Linked DNA regions of Salvelinus alpinus: region 2 is linked to region 1. Evidence: chromatin contacts called from public Hi-C data. All regions are on one chromosome and are shown on one strand. Each heading gives the region's core, a stretch centred on a gene start, on an enhancer-like site or on the middle of the called end of the contact. The rest is flanking DNA. Distances are from core to core; before and after follow the strand shown.

Region 1 (6,357 bases), core at 2,354-4,853:
CTTGCTACTCATATGTTGGTGCTTGTATTCATTTTAGTTGTCTGAGGCCCTGGCAGGGCAGTGAAGGAGAGTGGCCTCACCGTAGGAGAGTCGGGGGTCCAGCTAGCAGGGCACACTTCACCGTGAGTCTCCACAAACTGGAAGGCCCTCACCAGACGCAGGGTCTCATCCACACAGCGGCCCACTGGCAGGTCGTTGACGCTCATGTGCTTCACCACACCATTTGGATCAATGATAAACAGTCCCCTAATAGACAGACAATGGATAATTACTCAATATCATGGTAGAAATACATACAATGCCGTGTTAAATACACTATTGGGAATAGGTTTCCATTTAGAATGCACAGTACCTCAGTGCAATGCCAGGACCCTCCAGAAGTATGCCATAGTCTCTGGACACCTGTTTGTTGAGGTCTGCCAGCAGGGGGATGTGGATGTCACCCAAACCTCCAGCCTGAGAACAAGACACATGACAGCTTTAAACAGTCTTGGCATTCTCTCAACCAGCTTCATGAGGTAGTCACCTGGAATGCATTTCAATTAACAGGTGTGCCTTGTTAAAAGTTAATTTGTGGAATTTCTTTCCTTAATGTGTTTGAGCCAATCAGTTGTGTTGTGACAAGGTAGGGGTGGTATACAGAAGACAGCCCTATTTGGTAAAAGACCAAGTCCATATTATGGCAAGAACAGCTCAAATAAGCAAAGAGAAACGACAGTCCATAATTATTTTAAGACATGAAGTTCAATACAGAACATTTCAAGAAAGGGTTAGGGGAGGGTTTGGCCAGGGTAGGCCGTCATTTTAAAATAATTTGTTCTTAACTGACTTGCCTAGTTAAATAAAAAGGTTTTTAAAAAATGTGTTTGAATTGCAGCAAAGAAACCACTACGAAAGGACACCAATAATAAGAAGAGATTTGCTTGGGCCAAGAAACACGAGCAATGGACATTAGACTGTTGGAAATCTATCCTTTGGTCTCATGAGTCCAAATTTAAGATTTTTGGTTCCAACCGCTGTGTCTTTGTAAGACGCAGAGTAGGTGAATGGATGATCTCCGCATGTGTGGTTTCCACTGTGAAGCATAGAGGAGGAAGTGTGATGATGTGGGAGTGCTTTGCTGGTGACACTGACTTATTTAGAATTCAAGGCACACTTAACCAGCATCGCTACCACAGCATTCTGCAGCGATACGCCATCCCATCTGTTTTACGCTTAGTGGGACAATCATTTGTTTTTCAACAGTACAATGACCCAACACACCTCCAGGCTGTGTAAGGGCTATTTCACCAAAATGGAATGTGATGGAGTGCTGCATCAGATGACCTGGCCTCCACAATCATCCGACCTCAAACCATTTGAGATGGTTTGGGATGAATTGGACTGCAGAGTGAAGGAAAACCAGCCAACAAGTGCTCAGTATGTGGGAACTCCTTCAAGACTGTTGGAAAAACATTCCAGGTGTCTACCTCATGAAGGTGGTTGAGAGAATGTCAGACTGTGCAAAGCTGTCTTCAAGGCAAAGGGTGGCTACTTTGAAGAATCTAAAATCTAACACTTGGTTACTACATGATTCCATATGTGTTATTTCATAGTTTTGATGTCTTCATTATTATTCTACAATGTAGTAAATAGTCAAAATAAAGAAAAAACCTGGAATGAGTAGGTGTGTCCAAACTTTAGACTGGTACTGTATATGGAATGATTTCTGTATGTCTATGGAATACTACCCTACCCACTGTACCTTGCGAGGGGTGTTTATCCATGCCAGGTGGGTGAAGTGCGAATCCACCGACACGCCCACTACTTCACAGTTGATGTCATGGAACTCGCTGGCCTTGTCACTGAATGAGATGATCTCTGTCGGACAAACAAACGTGCTGTAATGAGAAAGAAAAAAATGCTTCTGAATAAAATGGCACATCCACAATCTCCTGCTTAAGTATCTGTAGTGCAAAGAGCATAGGCCGTTAAATAATTCTAAAGACTAATAAAGTCAAGGATGGTGTACCGTACACGACATGCAGCTAAACACAGCAATCCATTCTCGTCTTTCCAAGGGAATAGTGCTACTCACAAATCGAGAGGGTAGAAGAAAAGGACCAGGTATTTGCCCTTAAAGTCATCTAGGCTCATCTCCTTGAACTCGCCATTGTGGACAGCTGTAGCTTTAAAATGTGGTGCGTGCTGAGTGACAGCTGGAGCCCATCCAGCTGTACCTATTGGGAGAAAGATATTAAATGAATAAAGTGGATTCTATATTTAGGGGAATTACAAAAATGTTATAACATTTACTTTATTGCATGACTTTAATATAATTGTATAAAATTGTTGAGCAGTTAATGAATGTGTTTTGAGAATGCAATTTAATAGGCATAATTGTTGCATCCCCCCTCACTTTGATCAACTTCATATCACATTCCCTGTCCATGGTCTATACATACTGGTGGAGAAACAGGTTTTCTGCAGTACAGGACAGATCAAAATTCTTGAGGCCTTGCTCACTGAATTTCCATGTGGCGAGGCTGATACTTTCAGTCCTCCAGTTGCAACCTTTGCCTAGATGGGGAGGGGTAACGTTAGAAAGGGAGATAGAGAAATTGCACTTCGTGACAACAACCGTTATTACTGGCGCTGATGATCATTAGACAGTTAGTATAATCAGTGATTGTATATTTAGAGTTTTTACTCAAATTTGGCATTAGCGGTAAGTTTTTATTTGGGCAGAGGGATTTGTCCTGAATAAAATTAGTGACGTTCCCGTCAAGCTCAGTTGACACTTTTTGCAACTCTTTGTCCAATTCGCATTGCCATTTATATAGCTACAACGAAATTTTAAATTGCTATTATACCGTTTGTATTTCAATGCAGCCCACTACTACTGGTAACGTTGTAACATAAAAATAATTCTGAATGAACTTACAGAGGTCTTTAATAGTCTCCCAATGGTGGCTGCCATTTTGTATATTGACAAGAGCAGAGGCCGAATCGCATTACTGGATACCAAGGCCTCAATTTGAATACTTCTAGCGTCCGCACGCCTCTCCTTCTCAAAACCCATTGGATGAGAAATCCAGAGGTCCCTCCCCTCTGACCTTCTCCTCCAATGTGTTTTGAGAATGAGGAGAGGACACTCACTGCAGCAAATCACATGGCCTTGACAAAGAGAACGGTAGTCTCAAGCGAACTGCGCATGTGCTTGTCGTAAATTTAAAGGCACTCCTTCGATATAAAGTTGTTTTGGATGAAAACAACATGCTTAATTACTTAAGACATTGGCTTGGATCTAGGTTGTGCCTTTAGATTTACCAACTAAGTAAGATTTTTTAACTTCTCTCATTAACTTCTCAAACCCCGACCTGGTCTGTTTCGCAGGCGTTCCTGGAAGTCTCGCGATGTTGCGCCTCTGGGTATAGAAACTCTGTGGACTTGCGTCCTCTTCTTATATGGTTTGTTTTTCGATATCAAGTTGTACAATAGCTTATCTAAGGTACAGCAACGGGATTTGGGAATGACAACAGGTGAAAAAAGATAAGATGCACGACTTATTCTTCTTCTGTGGGTTTTATGGCAGACTACAACCCAAAAATATATATTACCGCCGCCAACTGGACGAGTTGAAAAAAACAAGGTAAAAATACAACCCATATGCGACAGGGAAAACTAATTTAATCCACCCAAAATAAAACAATTTAAAAAACACATAGTGAGAGTAAACCCACTGGCGGGAAGTAGGAGAAGATGGAACAAGATTGACATTCTGCACATTTTCTTATTGATGAAACATTTGATCTCAATCAAGTTTTTGTTCACAAAACTAGAAATCTGTTATGAACAGAGTGGACAAGTTTTGTCGACTTTGCCCTTAGCCAAGTTATTTCAAAATCGTGTTGTTTAGAAGGTGCGCAAAGGCGATTTTAGTTATTGCGCACGCGCACTTCACAGAGTCGGTGTTCTCTAACGGAAATATGCAGATGATGCTAGAACATGCAAATAGGATCTCGCTAGCTCGTGCTTGGCTCTGCCCACCTCCTTGCTTGTTCTGCCCACTATGACTAATTTGTTCCCTTTGGAAACGACAGGCTGTGGTCTTACCAGGATGTGTACTCAGAGCATGTGCAGACCAACTGACATTTTCAACCTCTCCCTGACCGAGTCTGTAATACCTACGTGTTTCAAGCAGACCACCATAGTCTGTGTGCCCAAGAAAGTGAAGGTAACCTGGCTGAATGACTACCGTCCCGTAGCACTCACGTCGGTAGCCATGAAGTGCTTTGAAAGGCTGGGCATGGCTCACATCCACACCATCATCCCGGAAAGCCTAAACCCACTCCAATTCAAATACCGCCCCAACAGATCCACAGACGACACAATCTCAATCGCACTCCACACTACCCTTTCCCACTTGGACAAAAGGAACACCTACGTGAGAATGCTGTTCATTGACTACAGATCAGCGTTCAACACCATAGTGCCCACAAAGCTTAACATTAAGCTAAGGACCCTGGAACTAAATACCTACATCTGCAACTGGATCCTGGACTTCCTGACAGGCCGCCCCCAGGTGGTAAGGGTATGCAACAACACATCTGCCACGCTGATCCTCAACATGGGGCCCCTCAGGGGTGCATGCTTAGTTACCTCCTGTACTCCCTGTTCACCCACGACTGCGTGGCCAAGCATGACTCCAACACCATCATTAAGATTGCTGACGACACAACAGTGGTAGGCCTGATCACTGACAACGTGAGACAGCCTATATGGACGAGGTCAGAGACCTGGCTGTGTGGTGCCCGGACAACCTCTCCCTCAACGTGAGCAAGATAAAGGAGCTGATCGTGAACTACAGGGAAAGGAGGGCTGTTATTTTTTTATTTATTTTTTACTTTAGTATATTTAGTAAATATTTTTTTAACTCTATTTCTTGAACTGCATTGTTGGTTAAGGGCTCGTAAGTAAGCATTTCATAGTAAGGTCTACTACAGTAAGGTCTACTGTATACATCAATGTCGCTCTCGCTGCTGGTGATTCTCTGATCCACCTCTACGCAGACAACACCATTCTGTATATTTTTGGACACTGTGTTAACTAACCTCCATACGAGCTTCAATGCCATACAACTCTCCTTCCGTGGCCTCCAACTGCTCTTAAAATGCAAGTAAAACTAAGTGCATGCTTTTCAACCGATCACTGCCCGCACCTGCCCGCCCGTCCACCATCACTACTCTGGACGGTTCTGACTTAGAATATGTGGACAACTACAAATACCTAGGTGTCTAGCTAGACTGTAAACTCTCCTTCCAGACTCACATTAAGCATCTCCAATCCAAAATGAAATCTAGAATCGGCTTCCTATTTCGCAACAAAGCATCCTTCACTCATGCTGTGAACATACCCTCGTAAAACTGACCATCCTACCGATCCTCGACTTCGGCGATGTCATCTATAATATAGCCTCCAACACTCTACTCAACAAATTGGATGCAGTTTATCAAAATGCCATCCGTTTTGTCACCAAAGCCCCATATATTACCCACCACTGCGACCTGTACGCTCTCGTTGGCTGGCCATCGCTTTATACTCGTTGCCAAACCCACTGGCTCCAGGTCATCTACAAGTCTCTGCTAGGTAAAGCCCCGCCTTATCTCAGCTCACTGGTCACCATAGCAGCACCCACCCGTAGCACACACTCCAGCAGGTATATCTCACTTGTCACCCCCAAAGCCAATTGCTCCTTTGGCTGCCTTTCCTTCCAGTTCTCTGCTGCCCATGACTGGAACAAACTGCAAAAATCAATGAAGCTGGAGACCCATATCTCCCTCACTGGCTTTAAGCACCAACTGTCAGAGCAGCTCACAGATCACTGCACCTGTACATAGCCCATCTGTGAACAGCCCATCCAACTACCTCATCCCCATACTGTATTTATGTATTTATCTTGCTCCTTTGCACCTCAGTATCTCTACTTGCACATTAATCTTCTGCACATCTACCATTCCAGTGTCTATTTGCTATATTGTAATTACTTCGCCACCATGGCCTGTTTATTGTCTTACCTCCCTTATCTTACCTCATTTGCACTCACTGTAAATAGATTTTTATTTTTTCTACTGTATTATTGACTGTATGTTTGTTTATTCCATGTGTAACTCTGTGTTGTTGTATGTGTCGAACTGCTGTGCTTTATCTTGGCCAGGTCGCAGTTGTAAATGAGAACTTGTTCTCAACTGGCCTACCTGGTTAAATAAAGGTGAAATAAAAAGTAAAAATAAAAACACCTGTTGTATTCGGGACACATGTGACAAATACAATTTGATTTGATTTGATCTTGGTTTAGTTATGTGGACATATTATACT
Region 2 (6,357 bases), core at 1,839-4,338, 240 kb before region 1:
GATTGTTCCCAGGCGGAGCTCGTTCCCCCCCCCCCCCCCCAAATTCCCAGTTGTCTTGAACGCGCTGGAGTAAATCGGAGATTTCCGAGTTCACAGTTGTGGTTATTGTAGTCTTTATATTCTGGTACCTCACTTAAGGTAATTAAATGAAATACCTTCTGCAGATTTAAAATCAACCGTTACATTTCAACGGTATATTTCCTCATAATAACAGCAATTTGGATATAACGGAAATGTTGATGTACTGGATATCCCGGTGCGGACCCCCATTTTAGAAAGGCAAGTCGCTAGATATGTTTATTTATTTTTTATTGCTCATTTTTGTCTATATATTTTTATTTTAAGTAGCTAGATAGTTTAGCCAGGCCAGGGTGTTAGCTAAAGCACATGTATTGTAGTGATTTTCACAGAAAATGTACAACTACGGCATTAACGTCTGTTACATTTTTGTAAATAATGCTGAGTGCTTTTCTAGGTCGTTCGATTATTTAAAAGGGTATCATATTTATACATCCGATTAAATATCAGCCTAATTTTTTTTTTCATTTTTGAACGCGGCACGTGTATAATTACAACCAGTTAGCAAGTCACATATTTCAGAGCTTCCTAGTTCCGAGTAGCACATTCGCAGTCGTCACTAGTTCCCACGGCCACAAATTCGACCAATCAGATAAGGGAGTGATGTTTGATAACGCGTGACCCATCAATGATTTGGTTATTTGTTAGCTATAATAAAACCAAATATTCTACATGCAGTGATAATCGGATGTCTTATTCAAACCCAGCTTGCAAGTTTATCATGATGTTTGCCCTTACTCATAGTAACTTGTCTTAACCCAAAATATTCTAATGTTTGACAGAATGTTGTCAGCTGTATAGAACACATTGTATTGCTAAAATGCGCAAACTTAATAGCTACTCACCGACACAGGATACACATTATCCCTCATGCTGGCCTTCTCCAAACCGGCAAGTTGCCCCTAACTATAGCGGCACTTCTCCACATGGCCAGACTTATAGCAGTCTTCTCTCCTTTTAAATTTTCATTCTTGAAAAATGTCATAAGGTCTGAAATAGACACCAGTCGACATACTGTACAAACAATTATCTAGGCTAAGTAATACAAAAATATTATTTATCTACTGCTCTGCTAACTAGTTCAAGTGTAGTCAGTGGCTAGCCAAGACAGAGAAAGGGGACATAATAAGTTAAACACTTTATTCAATTCAAAATCAAATTTTATTGGTCACATACACATATTTAGCAGATGTTATTGCGGGTCTAGCGAAATGCTTGTGTTCCTAGCTCCAACAGTGCAGTAGTATCTAACAATTCACAACAATCTACACAAATCTAAAAGTATTCATTTCAATGCAGATTTCAATGCGGATTCAACATGGATTGGGCACAGGTATCTGATCGCACTGGTGAACGTAGCTGAAAGCGTTGGCTAGAGGTGATATGCAGGAGCTTCCTGCAGGAATTTGTAGTCTTGCTGAGGTCTTCTCTGTTGCTAATTAGCATTTCGATTTTTGGGGTAAATTTAGACAAATATATTGATAACTCACCTTATCCGAGAAAGAATTACACCAAACACATACTGTACTTAATTTGAAGTGTTGGTAAAATTCACTATGTAAAAAATGAATGGTGGAAAGACAATTGGAACCATTGCTGCGTTTGGCCGCTAGGTTTTATGGGTATTATGATGCGTCCACTGTGTCAGACTACAGCTGCATTGTTTTTAAAATGGCATTTAAACAAACGGACAAGTAGATCACGTAAAGTAAAACATACACACTTTCGCATAAATATTCCGTTTTTTTTCTTTTTAAATTAGTTAATTTTTTGGCTAATTTAAGATTTCAACCCTGTTGATTTATTTGGCACTTACTACGGTCATTTTTTTATTTTTACATCTTAAATAAATGCAGCTATAGACTTTTACGAACAGTAGGTAGATATACTTTTTCATATTTACCTTAAAACCAGGAAAGTAAAGCAGATAACTTGTGCGATGTTTATTATCACCTTGCAGTCCAGCTTTTTATTTTTTTTAATCAGTTTCCATCTCTGTGCAAAGGCATGGTCTTCAAGCTACGGAAGATGGCAAAACAGTATTATAATAATTGATTGGAATTGCATCGCACTTTTCTAAACACCCCAAAGCTCTTTGCAGTGTTTCCTGTGCATCTGTTAAAGGTAAAGAATACGATAGGCGAGGGATTGGGAGGGATGGTAGGATTAGGGGGAACTAATAAAGGAAAATATATTTTAAAATATATATTATATTGGAAATGATGCAGACAATTACATTGACGGAAGCCACAATCTATCTGCAATATTAAAGCTGATCTACCCCCCCCCCAAAAAATTTTTAAAAAAAATATATATAGAAATAATATGATAGGCTATATTACTATTATAATGAAAGGCTTGTAGAGAATCTAAAAACGAACAATGTTGCTCTATCAAATAGAATAACTCTGTGGTTGGAATGGAATCCATTATGCTAGTTAACTAGCTCATTTTAGATGAGAGTTGCAAGTTAGCTATAACTAGTATATTAGTTAACTAAAAAAGAAAAAGACAACTTACCCTTTTGTCCTTTCACAATGTTATGAACGTCAGTGGCGTTGCCGAATGTATTGGTGGTTCCCAGTTGTCTTGAACGTCCTGATTCTCAGTTGTTTTGAACATGGCATACTTAGTTATGTGTGTCCCATTCAAAACAACTTGAAACTCGGAAATCCCCGTCTTCTGATTTCAGTGCATTCAAGACAACTGGGAACTCGGGAAAAAAACTACCTCCGACTGGGAAAAATAGTTTTGAACGGTCATCCAACTCCGAATTCCAAGTCGACAACTCTTGCATTACATTTAAGTCATTAAGCATCTTTCTAGAACTCGGACTTTCCGACCTGAAGATCATTGACGTCATGATTTGATCTAATTTCTTTCCAAATTCGCAATTGTCTTGAAAACACCATTAAACATAAAACTTGAACTCGAAATATACCGAAACCGGTAAACGTGTTATTACACTCCCTCACCTGATTGGTCGTGTAGACAGGCCTTGTGACTTTGTAGTTGTGGTAACTAGTGACGATCTAGCTAAGCTGATGCGCAGAAACACGTCATCGGGTCTAACAGTCATCTTGCGCCGAACTGCGCATGTAAAGGCGGTCAAATGAGAGGAACTCCAATATGAAGTTGTTTACGGAAAGAAAACGTGTCAGTCTGTCAATTTTATGAGGTTGGAGTAATTACATGTTCAACTACTTATGGCAATTTACAACTAAGGAATAATGTTTATCTTCTCTCAATTGGCTGCCGACTGACTGATCTACAAATAACTTTGCATCATAAATAACTACTCTATTTGTTGATAAGTCAGTCACAATTTACCCATGATACACTACAGTTTTTGATCCTCTCGAACATGGCCATTGACTTCTCAAACCCCAAAGCGGTCTGCTTTGTCTCTTTCGCAAGCGTTCCTGGAAGTCTCGCGATGTTGCGCCTCTGGGTTTAGAAAGTCTGTTCTAAGGGTCAAAAGGTTTTGATAGAGAAAGTTTTTATTTTTTGTCTAAAAGAAACCTCTATTTTGGTTGTTTGAAATGGATACAGATGTAATCTCTGAATTCATGTATCTTATTCTCTTGAGAGTATTGCCTAATAATGGTCAGTTGAGCTTGCCTCCTATTCAATCAATACCCAGCAGATCTTATAAATTATGAGACATATAGTGAAAAACAATGCACAGCAATGTCCGGGGTCCAAGCCTGTTTGGACACGTGGCTAGACATGACTGATTGACTAGACTGGGCGGACTACACTTGACTAATTAGACTTGAACTGAACTTACTGGACTGGCCCGGACTATCCCCAATTAAACAAAATATATTTGAATTCCCACAGTACGCTATAAATGTTCTGCTATTAGCTACAGTGGCAAGAAAAAGTATGTGAACCCTTTGGAATTACCTGGATTTCTGCATAAATTGGTCATAAAATTTGATCTGATCTTCGTCTAAGTCACAACAATAGACAAACAGTCTGCTTAAACTAATAACAAACAATTATACATTTTCATGTCTTTATTGAACACACTGTGTAAACATTCACAGTGTAGGGTGGGAAAAGTATGTGAATAACTGGTTGACCCTCCTTTGGCAGCATAAACTTAACCAAATGTTTTCTGTAGTTGTGGATCAGACCTGCACAATGGTCAGGAGGAATTTTGGACCATTCATGTTTACAAAACTGTTTCAGTTCAGCAATATTCTTGGGATGTCTGGTGTGAACTGCTCGAGGTCATGCCACAGCATTTTAAAATCGGGTTGAGGTCAGGACTCTGAAGGCATATTTTCTTCTGTTGAAGCCATTCTGTTGTTGATTTACTTTGGTGTTTTAGGTCGTTGTCCTGTTGCATCACCCAACTTCTGTTGAGCTTCAATTGGCAGACAGATAACCTAACATTCTCCTGCAAAATGTCTTGATAAACTTCATAATACATTTTTTCCATTGATGATTGCTAGCGGTTCAGGCCCTGAGGCAGCCCCAAACTATAATGCTCCCTCCACCATACTTTACAGTTGGGATGAAGTTTTGATGTTGGTGTGCCCCCCCCCCATAGTGTTGTGTGTTCCTTCCAAACAACTCAACTGTAGTTTCATCTGTCCACAGAATATTTTGCCAGAAGCGCTGTGGAATATCCAGATGCTCTTTTGCGAACTTCAGACGTGCAGCAATGTTTTGTTTTTGGAAAGCAGTGGCTTCTTTTGTGGTGTCCTCCCATGAATACCATTCTTGTTTAGTGTTTGACATATCGTAGACTCCAGAGATTTCTGTAAGTCTTTAGCTGACACTCTAGGATTCCTCTTAACCTCATTGAGCATTCTGTGCTGTGCTACTGCAGTCATCTTTGCAAAACGGCCACTCCTAGGAAGAGTAGCAACAGTGCTGAACTTTCTCCATTTACAGACAATTTGTCTTACCGTGGACTATTGAACATCAAAGCTTTTAGAGATACGTTTGTAACCCATTCCAGCTTTATGCAAGTCAACAATTCTTAATCTTAGGTCTTCTGAGATCTCTTTTGTTCGAGGCATGGTTCACACCAGGCAATGCTTCTTGTAAATAGCAGACATTTTGTGAGTGTTTTTATAGGGCAGGGCAGCTCTAACCAACATCTCCAATCTCGTCTCATTGATTGGACTCCAGGTTAGCTGACTCCTGACTCCAATTGGCTTTTGGAAAAGTCATTAGCCTAGGGGTTCACATATGTTTTCCAACCTACACTGAATGTTTAAATGATGTATTCAATATAGACAAGAAAAATACAATAATTTGTGTGTTATTAGTTTAAGCACACTGTTGTTTGTCTATTGTTGTGACTAAAATGAAGATCAGGTCAAATTTTAAGACTAATTTATGCAGAAATCCAAGTAATTCCAAAGGGTTCACATACCTTTTCTTGCCACTGCATTTCTTCACCACCAGATGGCACCATGGACTATCATTGAGCTCTGTAAGATGGGAGGGCTCAGGATTCGGCCCAATTTGAATATAGTGTTTTACACCTATCCTACCCAAGTGTTAAACATAAGTCTCATCTTGGCCTCCGCATAGCTACATAGATCTACAAATCACTGCTTCGTTGAAGAACGAGAATCGTGAGGAGTGACGGCACCTAATATATGCCAAGCTTATGTGCATGTTGCAGCAGTGTGTAGGAAGGACTGATTCCAAGATGTAAGAAGTGTGCAGGTCAGGAGGGCATGAGACAAAGGAGTGTGTAGAATCGTTGGAAAAAGCTGTGTGTCAACTGTGGGGGTTCCCTGGGGATCAGAAGTGTCAGGTGCGATAGAGACAGTTAGAGGTTGTCAGGGTCATTGTGCAGAAGGTGTCGTATGCTGAGGCATGGAGGAGAGTAGAGGATGATGAGCAAGGATAAGAGTTCAGTTCCCTGTGAGTAGTAGGCCAATACAAAGTGATCTGAATAATATGTCATTCAGTAAGGTTGGCATCTTAACATTATGTTTTTATAGGAGAGTGGGATATAGGTGCAGGGTTAGTTGGTGGTGCCATCTCCCCCCCCCCTTTTTAACTTCCCTTTTCACCACAGCCAGCACACTGTTTTTTGTATCACAAAGTAAGTGTAACGTGATCGACTACAACAGTGAAGTCTGCTGAGGGGAGGACGGCTCATAATAATGTCTGGAACGGGAACAAATGGAATAATACTGTTCCACTATATCCGCTCCAGCCATTACCACAAGCCTGTCCTCCCCAATTAAGGTGCCACCAACCTCCTGTGGACTACACACTCCCGCACAGTAGGTGGTGGCATGC

The links. A called contact is a pair of places that touch in the nucleus more often than the background predicts.
Region 2: a Hi-C map of muscle shows a contact between it and region 1, with 4 times the contacts expected there. The contact joins the promoter of LOC139570665 here to the promoter of LOC139570684 in region 1. A contact is called at or near these places in 2 of 3 Hi-C or Micro-C datasets (muscle and red muscle).

The regions. Positions count from the first base shown.
Region 1 is chr3:39,031,933-39,038,289 of SLU_Salpinus.1, reverse strand. LOC139570684 (thioredoxin-dependent peroxide reductase, mitochondrial-like) reads right to left here and starts at 3,603. Exons shown (of 7, transcript XM_071392780.1): 1 at 3,360-3,603; 2 at 2,445-2,559; 3 at 2,078-2,219; 4 at 1,745-1,880; 5 at 353-456; 6 at 81-246. The coding sequence starts at 2,136.
Region 2 is chr3:39,269,884-39,276,240 of SLU_Salpinus.1, reverse strand. It overlaps LOC139570665 (tubulin--tyrosine ligase-like), which reads right to left and starts at 3,088. Exons shown (of 8, transcript XM_071392737.1): 1 at 2,599-3,088; 2 at 1,982-2,097.